Linked DNA regions of Mus musculus: region 2 is linked to region 1. A link is a contact called in public Hi-C data. All regions are on one chromosome and are shown on one strand. The core of a region is the stretch at or near the end of the contact, and the rest is flanking DNA. Distances in the headings are between cores, read along the strand shown.

The links. A called contact is a pair of places that touch in the nucleus more often than the background predicts.
Region 2: a Hi-C map of CD4 T cells shows a contact between it and region 1, with 9 times the contacts expected there. The contact joins the promoter of St8sia4 here to the promoter of Lrrfip1 in region 1. A contact is called at or near these places in 2 of 484 Hi-C or Micro-C datasets (CD4 T cells and CD8 T cells).

Annotation. Positions count from the first base shown.
Region 1 is chr1:91,050,102-91,055,023 of GRCm38.p6, forward strand. Lrrfip1 (leucine rich repeat (in FLII) interacting protein 1) reads left to right here and starts at 3,343. Exons shown (of 25, transcript NM_001310732.1): 1 at 3,343-3,622. The coding sequence starts at 3,557.
Region 2 is chr1:95,666,006-95,670,938 of GRCm38.p6, forward strand. St8sia4 (ST8 alpha-N-acetyl-neuraminide alpha-2,8-sialyltransferase 4) reads right to left here and starts at 1,589. Exons shown (of 5, transcript NM_009183.2): 1 at 1,144-1,589. The coding sequence starts at 1,256. It overlaps Gm30431 (predicted gene, 30431), which reads left to right and starts at 1,696. Exons shown (of 4, transcript NR_166710.1): 1 at 1,696-2,151.

The DNA of each region.
Region 1 (4,922 bases), core at 2,093-4,592:
GCAGGCAGATTTCTGAGTTCAAGGCCAGCCTGGTCTACAAAGTGAGTTCCAGGACAGCCAGGGCTATACGGAGAAACCCTGTCTCGAAAAACAAACAAACAAACAAACAAAAAAGAGATACAGGGCTTAAATAGTATCACCAAGACAAATCTGTGAGCTCACAGGTCGGTCAGGGCCTGGCCATATGGAAGGGGCTGCAAATGCAAAGCCAGCTTATTAGAAATGGCTGCCTATTGGCCATGTTTACCAAAAGGAGACAACTGAGCTGCATCATCAACCTCACAGCTTTTTATATGAAGACCCTGGGCCCTACAGGGCATGGAGGCACACTCTTTGAATCCCAGCAGTCTAGAGATGGAAACAGGAGATTCCAGAGTTCAAGGACAGCATTGGCTACATGATACCATCTGAACAGAGGAAAGACAAAGACCTTTGATACCATCAAGATGTCAGTCCAGTGCACCCAGTGAGGCTCCCCTTGCACTTTCAAAGGTGTCCTGGGGCCTTCTGCCTGATGTTTCGTGTGCTTAGGAGGCTTGAGGTTTTCCAAGCAGAGGCTTTCCTATCGCTCTGCCAAGACACCGTTAGAGTTCTGTTGAGGTGAACATTTATGTAGACGCCCCATTCTACCGGGTGTCAATGTTCATACCTTCCCACATTCCAGAAGTTTGTAGAGTCCCTTCACACTCATAAACCTTGCTGTGCCTTGCAAAACATTAAAAAGGCTGATGTCGGGTTGGGGGGCTGTCAAAGAGGGGCATCAGAGAGGGACTGGCATAAGAATTAATGGAAGGTAGTTTGGGGTCTTTACCCTTTGTCAGAACATAGGTCGATTCATTTACTTTTTATTTAGTTTTAAGACAGGGTCAAACTCTGCAGCCCTGTCTGTTTTGGAACTTTATCTATATACCAGGCTGGCCGAGAACTCAGAGAGATGCCTGCCGCTGCCTCCCTAGAACTGGGTGGGATTTTTTTGTTTGTTTGTTTTTGGAGACAGTGTTTCAGGTAGCCAAGGCTGGCTTCAAACTTGGTGTAAAAGCCAAGGTTGGCTTTCAATTCTCAATCCTCCTGCCTCCACCCTCCAAGTAGATTACATGCAAGTGTAACCAGGACATAGCATTTAGATTTAAATGGCACTGCCAAGGGTCGATAGGAAACATACGGATTTCCAGATTTCTGGAGCTGGGAACCGCCCACGTCTGTCACCAAACAGGACAGACTGGGTTCACCTGAGTCAAAATGTGGCACCTGAGAGAGCAGGCTGTTAGGGTGCTGGCTGCCATAACATGTTGCCATTCTGTGGAATCGCAAGTCTTTTATGTGTTTATCGCTATTCTATGGCTGGTGGTGTATCCCAACTCTTGAGGCTAGGAATCTCACTGTCCTGCTCCCTCCCACTGTCCGTCCCCCCCACCCCCAGGGAGACAGTGGGAGGAGTGAGGGGAGGAATTATCCTTTTCTCTGGCTCAGCCCAGTTCCAGTTCTCAGCCATTTCAGTTTTATGGCCCTGCTTCCTTCTTTCTGTGCGAGAGGAGGCAGCAATGAGTGGGCTGGAAGATTGGAAGGGCCGCTAGGCTAGGACGGTATAGGGTGATGTTCTTTCCTAGACACCAGGCAGAGACAGAGCCTTGTTGTTTATGAGCTTGCTAGAAGCCAACAGATTCCATGGTTCTGGGGATATGCTCTGCAAATTAATAACAAATCTCTTCAGACATTGTCTCCGGACATGCAGAGCAAAGCAAGCTGGCCCCTGGGCTGCTGTGGTGGGGAAGTCCCAGGGTTCCACATGGCCAGAGGCTTAGATTCTCCCTATCTAGGTGAGAATACAGTAACCCGACTCTCTCAGGCTGTGTTATTAACTGGATTCCACTCTCACCTGTAAAGTTAGTCCTAGTAAAACTACTTGGACCCCCATAGAAATTCCACAGCCCTTGCCGTTACGGTGTTATCCAAAACTATTCTCTCTGATTGATAGAGCTTTGTTTGTAAACTGTGATGCTGAAACCAACTGCTGGGAGCAGGTCTTCTCCTTCCCAGGAAGTTTTCCTCATCTGAAACACTTCACCAAAGCTTGGTACCCATTTTCTTTCGGCCTGCATAGTACTCCTCAAACTAGGTCCCCTTCATCCCTTTGGTCCAGGCCATCCTGCCCCCTAGAACTCGTCTTTCTGTGTCTACTCTCTGGTCTACCCAGTCCTTCGAAGCACTACCCAGAGACTTAGTACCAGAATGCTGCTGCCCCACATGTGCATAAGCCAGCGCACACTGGTTCCTTGTTACCAAAAAAGCGTGTCAGCCGGGCTCAGATGTGACTGGCTTCTCTAGATCTTTCTGGAGTCTCCAGTACAGAGAAACAAGGCAGGGGGCCCTCTGATTTTCCTTTTGAGCCCGAAGAAGGCTCTTCTAGGGTGGAGAAAACAGGTCACCCAGGCCATGTGCTCCTGTCCATAGCGCACAACACTGGAACCTTCTGGTTGCTTGCCCGCTTGGCTTTAAGTTTAAATCAGGGGTGCTCCTGCCCAGTGGACGTGGAAGGCGCGTGCTGCGAGTCGGGTCACTGTCCAGCGTGGATACTAGTTCCTCGACGCTCCCTATCGGATCGCGGCTGTCACCTCCGCTTGATTCTCGCTCCTGTCCAGCGTGGTCATGGGCGGTAGCTTTGTGGTCCCCAAAGCCGTGCCGGCTCGGAAGACAGTAGTGACGGGCGCAGCTGCGCTCTGGCAGAGGCTCATGCGGTGTGGTTCCAGCTAAAGCCACGCGTGTCCTAACCGAAGGCGCGCCTCCCTAGGCCTGGGCTGGTCTCCCGCGCTGACTCAGCTGGGGACGGCCAGGGCGTGGCCAAGGGTGGGGTCCCCAGGGTCTTTCCCTCAGTCTTTCCGGTGTCTGCCGCAGGGACTGGGTGGTGATTGATGGCACAGCAGCTTGCTGGCCAGGAGCGGTCTGGAGGGGAGGGAGGCGGTTCCGGAGGCTCTGAGGCGGTGCAAGAGGAGGAGCGTGGGTGGGGCTACGGAGGAGGAGCTGGGGTCCCGGGTAGGCGGGCCCGAGTGGACCTCATGGTAGGAGTGCTTTGGCTGAGAGTGCCATCGTGGGCGAAGCCGACGACTAAAGTGGCAGAATGTGGCTGCGAGGAAGGAAAGTTGGAAGCAGATGGACACAGGCTGGGTGGAACCATAGAGGAAGGGGTACAACCCCCTGGAAAGAGCGCGGGAAAGGGGCTGGGAAGGAAGGAGAGGCGGGCATAGGGTGGGTGGGGCGTGGGGAGAGGCTGGGCGGGGCTGGGGCGGAGTATGCCCCCGGCTCCTCTCTTGCCACCCCCGCCCCCGGCCGGGAGCCACCTGCGCCCCGCCCCGCCGGCCGCACCCCAGCTAGGGAACCTCGGAGTTGGGCGTCCGAGCGTGTGCGCCCAGGGGATCGTTGAAAGTTCTACTTCTGCCTGGACGGCTTTCCTGGATCCCAGAATGTGGCCTCACTGAGAACCCTCTGCCTGTGGACTAGGGAGCGGGTCTTCCGCGCGAACTCTTGGGTGGGAAGTTGGTCTGCACTTCACTTCGGCAACATGACCAGCCCAGAGGGCGCGCAAAACAAGGAAATCGACTGTCTGAGTCCAGAGGCGCAAAGACTGGTAAGAGGGAGACATGATTCAGACCTGTGCCTGCCAGCAACCGCCGCCTGGGTCCCTCAGTTGGTTCTAAGGTCAAGGACAGTGGCCCCTTCAGCTACCGTGGTGCTGCTGGAGTAGAGGCGAGTGGGCTTGGGCCACTCGAAAATCCTGATATAGGGCAGCTCCTGCCTACCATCAGGTGGTTGGCTGAGTGTAAGGTGTCCGTAGGCGGAGCTCTGAAAAGTACATTTTATGCTCCAATGTTCCTCTCAAGGACGAAAAGGAGAGTGGGCTCTCCCTCCACCCCTAGTGATGGTCTTTAGGCAGGCTTTGCCCAGCTGGCTGGCTCTGGCCAGGACCCAACCGAGGTCTGAGATCTGAGGGTGGTGTAGAGTTTCACAGGGAACTGCTGGTTTGGTGTTTTACCGAGTACAGCACCTGGGTCCTCATCCAGCCGCACCACCTTGCCATGAGTGGCTTGGAGGGTTTACAGGTTCTTGACCTCAGGAACACCTTCCTCTAGGATCCAGGGCCCCAGATCCACTTCGGCGGGTGCCAGAAGCCACTTGTGTCTGGGCAAGGTGCTTACGCATATTTTACTTCCCGAACTTACGTAGGGACAGTGGATGAGGACGACGGTGATTGAAAATTGGGCACCGGGGAGTTGGGGGATTTTTGGTTGTTACAGCCTGTGTAGTTTATAGTTTTGGGGTCTGGGAGTTCAGGCAGGATCCATAACCCAAACTAGCCTTGCTCTCAGGATTCTCATGTCTCAACCCTTCCACTATCGGGCTTACAAGCCTGCATCACCCACCCACCCCCCCCACCCCCGCGCGCCTTATCCATGGCTGTGGTTGCTTATTAGTGGGAATATTTCAAAGTAAATTGTACTCTGTGAAACCATGTATTTTATGGAGTTGATACCAGAGAGAGGGGGAGACCCAAGGTTCCCATTTTAGCAGGCTTTTGTGAGACCTTGATAAAAACTGAGCCTCAGCCACTCATTCTCCAGGTAGGAGTTAATCCTGTAGTTAGTTGGTCTTTAAGGAAGAGTAGTCGAGGCAAGGCTGCTCTGACTGGGGGAGCTTCCTCCAAGTGCTAGGAAGGCTAAGTAAACTTTTATTCCAATGACAGACTTGTAAAATGTCAGTTCCTTGCTGAGAATTGCTGGGCTTTTTTCCCCTGTCTGTTTTATAATGTTTATTCTATGTCCCTACTTAAACTTGGGCAGTCAAGGAGGCTTTTGGAGCTGTAACCTGTAGGCCTAGGGAGGGAACCTGCAGGGCCACTTTGGAGCCCTCTTAAGGGAGGCTCAGGGAGG
Region 2 (4,933 bases), core at 339-2,838, 4.6 Mb after region 1:
TACTCAGAGAGGAGCGGGGATATTAAGAAAAGAGCTGCGTAAAGTTTCCTAGTGTGTGTTTGAGAAGCTCTCTGCCCCGCCCCCCACACAAAACCGCGCACACACAAAAATGCCAAAGCATCCTTCTTCGTTTCAAAGATGCCAGAGACAATGTAAAAACAGAAGGAAATCTCAGCCAGTGCAGTTTCCGACTGTGGAAAGCTCCGGACTTGGGAGGATTTCCGAAACAGGACTTTTAACAGAGTTGACAACAGGGCCATATCCTCAGATGTGCGCTTCCAAGCCTTGTCAGAGACAAGAAGTTACAAATCGCTCGCTCTGCTCCCGGATAGACTTCAAAGGCAGAGAAGCCAGGGGAGAGAGGAAGGAAGTGAGATATTTACAGAACTTAATGGGGCGGAGATTTTGATCACATCTTGACAAACTCAAAAAAAAAGAGCAGATATGGTCTGTAAAGGCGCAGTTCCCAGTTCCCTTCTAAAACTGTAACCATGAAACCCGGGAGTTTTATACGTAGAGGAGTGAATAAGGAATTTTCCTTATTGATACTGAAATGTCTAACTTAAAGAAAGAAAGAAAGAAAGAAAGAAAGAAAGAAAGAAAGAAAGAAAATAGATCTTACAGGCGTCCCCTCCCCCAACAAAAACAAACAAAAAAGAGTAAAGACCCACTTCACTTCTGTGACCATAAACTTTGGAGAACGCCGCTTTTTATGGTGTCCTCATAGACTGGCGGGACACAGAAGGAAAGAAAGAAAGAGAAGGCTTGAGGAGTAAAGACATCTCTGAATTCTGCTCAAGCGTTAAACTGACAAGGGCACTCGTTCTTTGTTGACACTTCTGCAGTGACTTCTTTGGTGAGCTGCACCCTGTGCCAATACATCTTTCACCACCACCACCACCACCACCACCACCACCACCACCACCACCACCACCATTGCACAGGGCAAGTTAAACTCATCCTAGAACCAGCATGGGAAACATGCACACACACCTCCAAAGAGCCTTTGTTATTTAATTCATGACACTCTGCACAAGCACGCCCAAACCAATACACACAGCACTCCAAAAACGTCACTCTCCCGGCTCTAAGCACACTTCACTATGGCTTGATTTGGTGTCATATCCTTGAACATGCATTTACCCGATGAGTTGCGTCTCTTGGTGCTCCTCAGTTCTGGCTATTTCTTTTGTCTTATAAAAGATCAGGAGTAGACTTATAGTGCAGATGGTCCACCGTTTTCTAATTGAGCGCATCTTGGGTGCCCGGGAAAGTCCTGGTTGTCCCAGCTCAGGCACCTTCTCCTGGTATAAAGGCTCCGTTTTGGGATGATAATCAAGGGGGAGAAATCTGAAAATTGCGAAGGGAGCGTGGAGCCGAGATCCCAGAATCAGGTCGCTAGGATGTTCAGCGGTGGAGCTCTCCCGGTTCTCCAGCGCTGCCCAGCTCCCTGCCGCGCAGTTAGCGCTTACCGGGCCCGGGTCGCTCTGCGCCGCCTCCCTGGGGCTCAGGTTTCTTTTCAAATGTGACACCTTGTGCATTGGAGGTGGCGGTTTCTTCTGCAGCTGGGCTCGGGGGCGTCACTGGCCCTTTCCTCGCCGTAGCAGGGAAACGATAAGCAAGGCCAGCCAATCACCGTGCTGAGGGGGCGGAGGCTGCTGTTGCCTTGCGTTACTGGCGGCTGCTCGGAGAGTCGTTGTGAGCTCGGTCTGCACTATGCCGGGTGGAGGAAGCTCACAGTCGCACGCGGACGCGTTCTTGCGCACATGCCCCCAAACCACAGACACACACAGAACCACACTATCTCCTAGGACGCCCAAACGTCAAGGCTCCAGATCCGCCAGCTTCGACACCAGCATTCATCTCATCTGAGAAAGATGAGACTCATCCCACCAGAGGAACGCAATGGCTAGGGATAAGGATAGCTCGAGAAAGCAGCCTATCATTCAAAGCGTGTTTGCTAAACATACGTAAACGCACGGGCGAATAAACCCGACCGAAGCACAGTGAAATCCAACAGGGAAGTGGAAGGGGAACGTTCATTATTCAGTGCACAACTCTGTCTGGAAAATACGATTATTCACAGGAGCTGATGAGCTGATCTCGCCCGCAGAGTGGATGGGTAATGAGGATCCCAGCTTGAAGCTTGAGGTAAGCAAGTGAAGTCGGAGGCATCCTTACGAACATTATGGACACTTCTGTGACCCACGCGTTGTCGTTTGGAAACTCCTCACGAAGTGAAGGCAAATCCAATGCCATTTAAACTTCACTGCTGAGACCAGAATTCTGAGAAAAGGCAGCGTCCTCCGGCACACCCACCAACACATTCGTAATCCTAGGGAAGAAGAAAGGAAGGGTAAAAAGCAGGAAAGGCAGGCTCCTCTTGAAAATCCAACTGAAGTGTATTGGGCTCTGATTTTCACCCCTCTTCCCGCCTACCTTTTTTTTTTTTTTTTTTTTTTTTTTTTTTTTTTTTTTTTTACTTCTATTGTATTGTGCAGCTGGCGCGCTTTCTGAGTATTCTAGCTGAGCACCTCTCCATTCCTAGTTTCTGGCACATTCAAGAGAGCTGACTGCTCAGGCTTATCACACCTAACATCTACATGCTTCCTCAGCAGGAGACAGAGCCTGGAAACCAGACTCCTTCCTATCTGTGTGCCTTGGCCCCAGGATTCCAGAGGCTCTGAAGTCTGACTTCCTGCTCCTTCACTGAGCAGTACCTTTGCTAGTCCATTAGCCCATTAAGTTTGCACTTTCCACATCAGCAAATGAGAAGGCTCACCACCAGGATTTGGGTATCCTTGGACTTAGGAAGAATTCAGAGTGACTCAAGGAGCAGCATTAAGTAGAAAGACATGACCCTTGCTTAAAACCCGAGGTTCTAGAACCTTTGCCTAGCTGCTGAGGTCTTTAAAAGTAAACCAACAGAGCTTAGTATAAGACCCTGTTTATGTGTGTCAGTTTCTATTCAAGGTTTAGGAAGTTAAGTCTCCTAAGTTTTGAGAACCTAATCTCTGCAGGACAGGCAACCAAAGAGCCAAGTCTAAAATGCATCAAGGAGCAAGCAATTATGAGTCTTTATTGACATTACAAGTGGCCTGCTGGGAGCCTTTCCAGTGGATTGATGTCCACGCAAATCCTGCTTACCTTAATGCATTTTAGTTACACAGACTTCTCAAGTAGCAGCAGGGAGAAAAATAAAACAGTTTCTCATGGGTTAAAGGGAAGTGGTATTGGCTGGGGTGTATAAAAATGCTGTTTGTTGCAAGAAAAAATATCATGTTCACATGCAGAAAATATCATTTTCATTTTTTCCTCTATTAGTTCATTTTCTCTCAGGTAAATGCCCAACTTTAAAAACCTTTTGTTTTTATATATTGACCTTTGCTTATGTTTCCATACATAGAACCAAATATAATACATGTCTAATCACAAAAGACTTTGACTTTAGCTAGAATGCAGAGTCATAAATGAGTGAAATTTCTCCCAGATCAGGAAATCTATCATCATTATTCTCAATTCTTCAATATCGGCTGGCTTGGGTAATTGGCAATACTATTCTTTTGCATACAGTGTAATGGTTTGTAAGCAAGCATGAACCTTTTACAATTAACTACCACTTACAGACTATCAGTTAAATAATCTTCAATTTGTAAAACTCAACTTGAAGATTGTCTTGTGAGATATATCTTTTTCAATTGTGCTGTTCAGAAACACCTCCGTTTGTAAGAACCATTTTAATTTCTTAAGGCTCACATTTTAATTGTGTGTAGACTCTTGTCTCAGCCTAAGCGTTTTATTGTTCTATTACTATTTCTTATCACAGAGTCTTTTGAGATGTTAAAATTACACACACACACACACACACACACACACCACTGCATCCATGTAGCATGTTTTCTTCTCTCTCTCAAAATTATGCTATGGAATTCATAAACCAGGCTCAGGCCACTGAGACTTTGCTGGTAAATTTACTCACCATCAGTCCTAACAAAGGAGTTGAATCCTTAGGATTCACATGGTAGAAACATAGCATGGATGTCTGCAAGTGGTCCTCTGATCCACACAATAAAATACATGTACACACACACACACACACACACACACAAACACACACACACACATTCACACACAAACACACACACACACCAAAATCAAAACAAAAAACCACATAGGCCCTCCTATTCTTTGAGTGACAGTTCTATGGAGTCAATTAGCAGTTGTCTGGTCTCACTTTTTATAACTTTGTTTTCATAATTTTTATTTTCTGCTTTAATCTACTGAGGACGGCTCAGTTTGTATTTAAATATACAAAGTAAGAAATTCTATTAAAGGTTTCAGACTGTATGCTTTGACTGTTACTAAACTAAGATTGTACAAATCTCAATTTTTGGAAAACGAGTATTAGACAAATGAATAAATATAGTACTTACAAAGGAAAGTACGAATTCCAAGCATAAACTTGCCTAATCCATTAGCAGCAACTGCTTCTGGGGAGAATGGATCAATAGACACTTATTGGAGAGAGCCGTTGGGAATAAGGGGAAAATAATGAGTCTATTTCACATCTGACCTGTAACTCCCCAACATAAAATAAATAATTGATCTTCCTCTCTATTACCACAATCATAATTCCCTATATCCCACTTGAGAAGTGGTCAATACTGATAGATAGCGTATGCATTGTGGTTAAGCACACATTCTCACATCTGTCATTGATGCAATTGGGATGATTTATATTAGCTGCAATGACAATTCTGTCATTAGACAAAATTTGAGTCACTATGCAGGGAAGATAAAAATAGAAGGACTTTTAATATCTCTTGTATGACCTAAATGTAGAATCATTTATTTCTTTAAAACATGCTTTAGAATATGAAGAACATGTAGTGGATTTTTCTGCTTTTAATCTTCTTGACAGAAGACTACATCT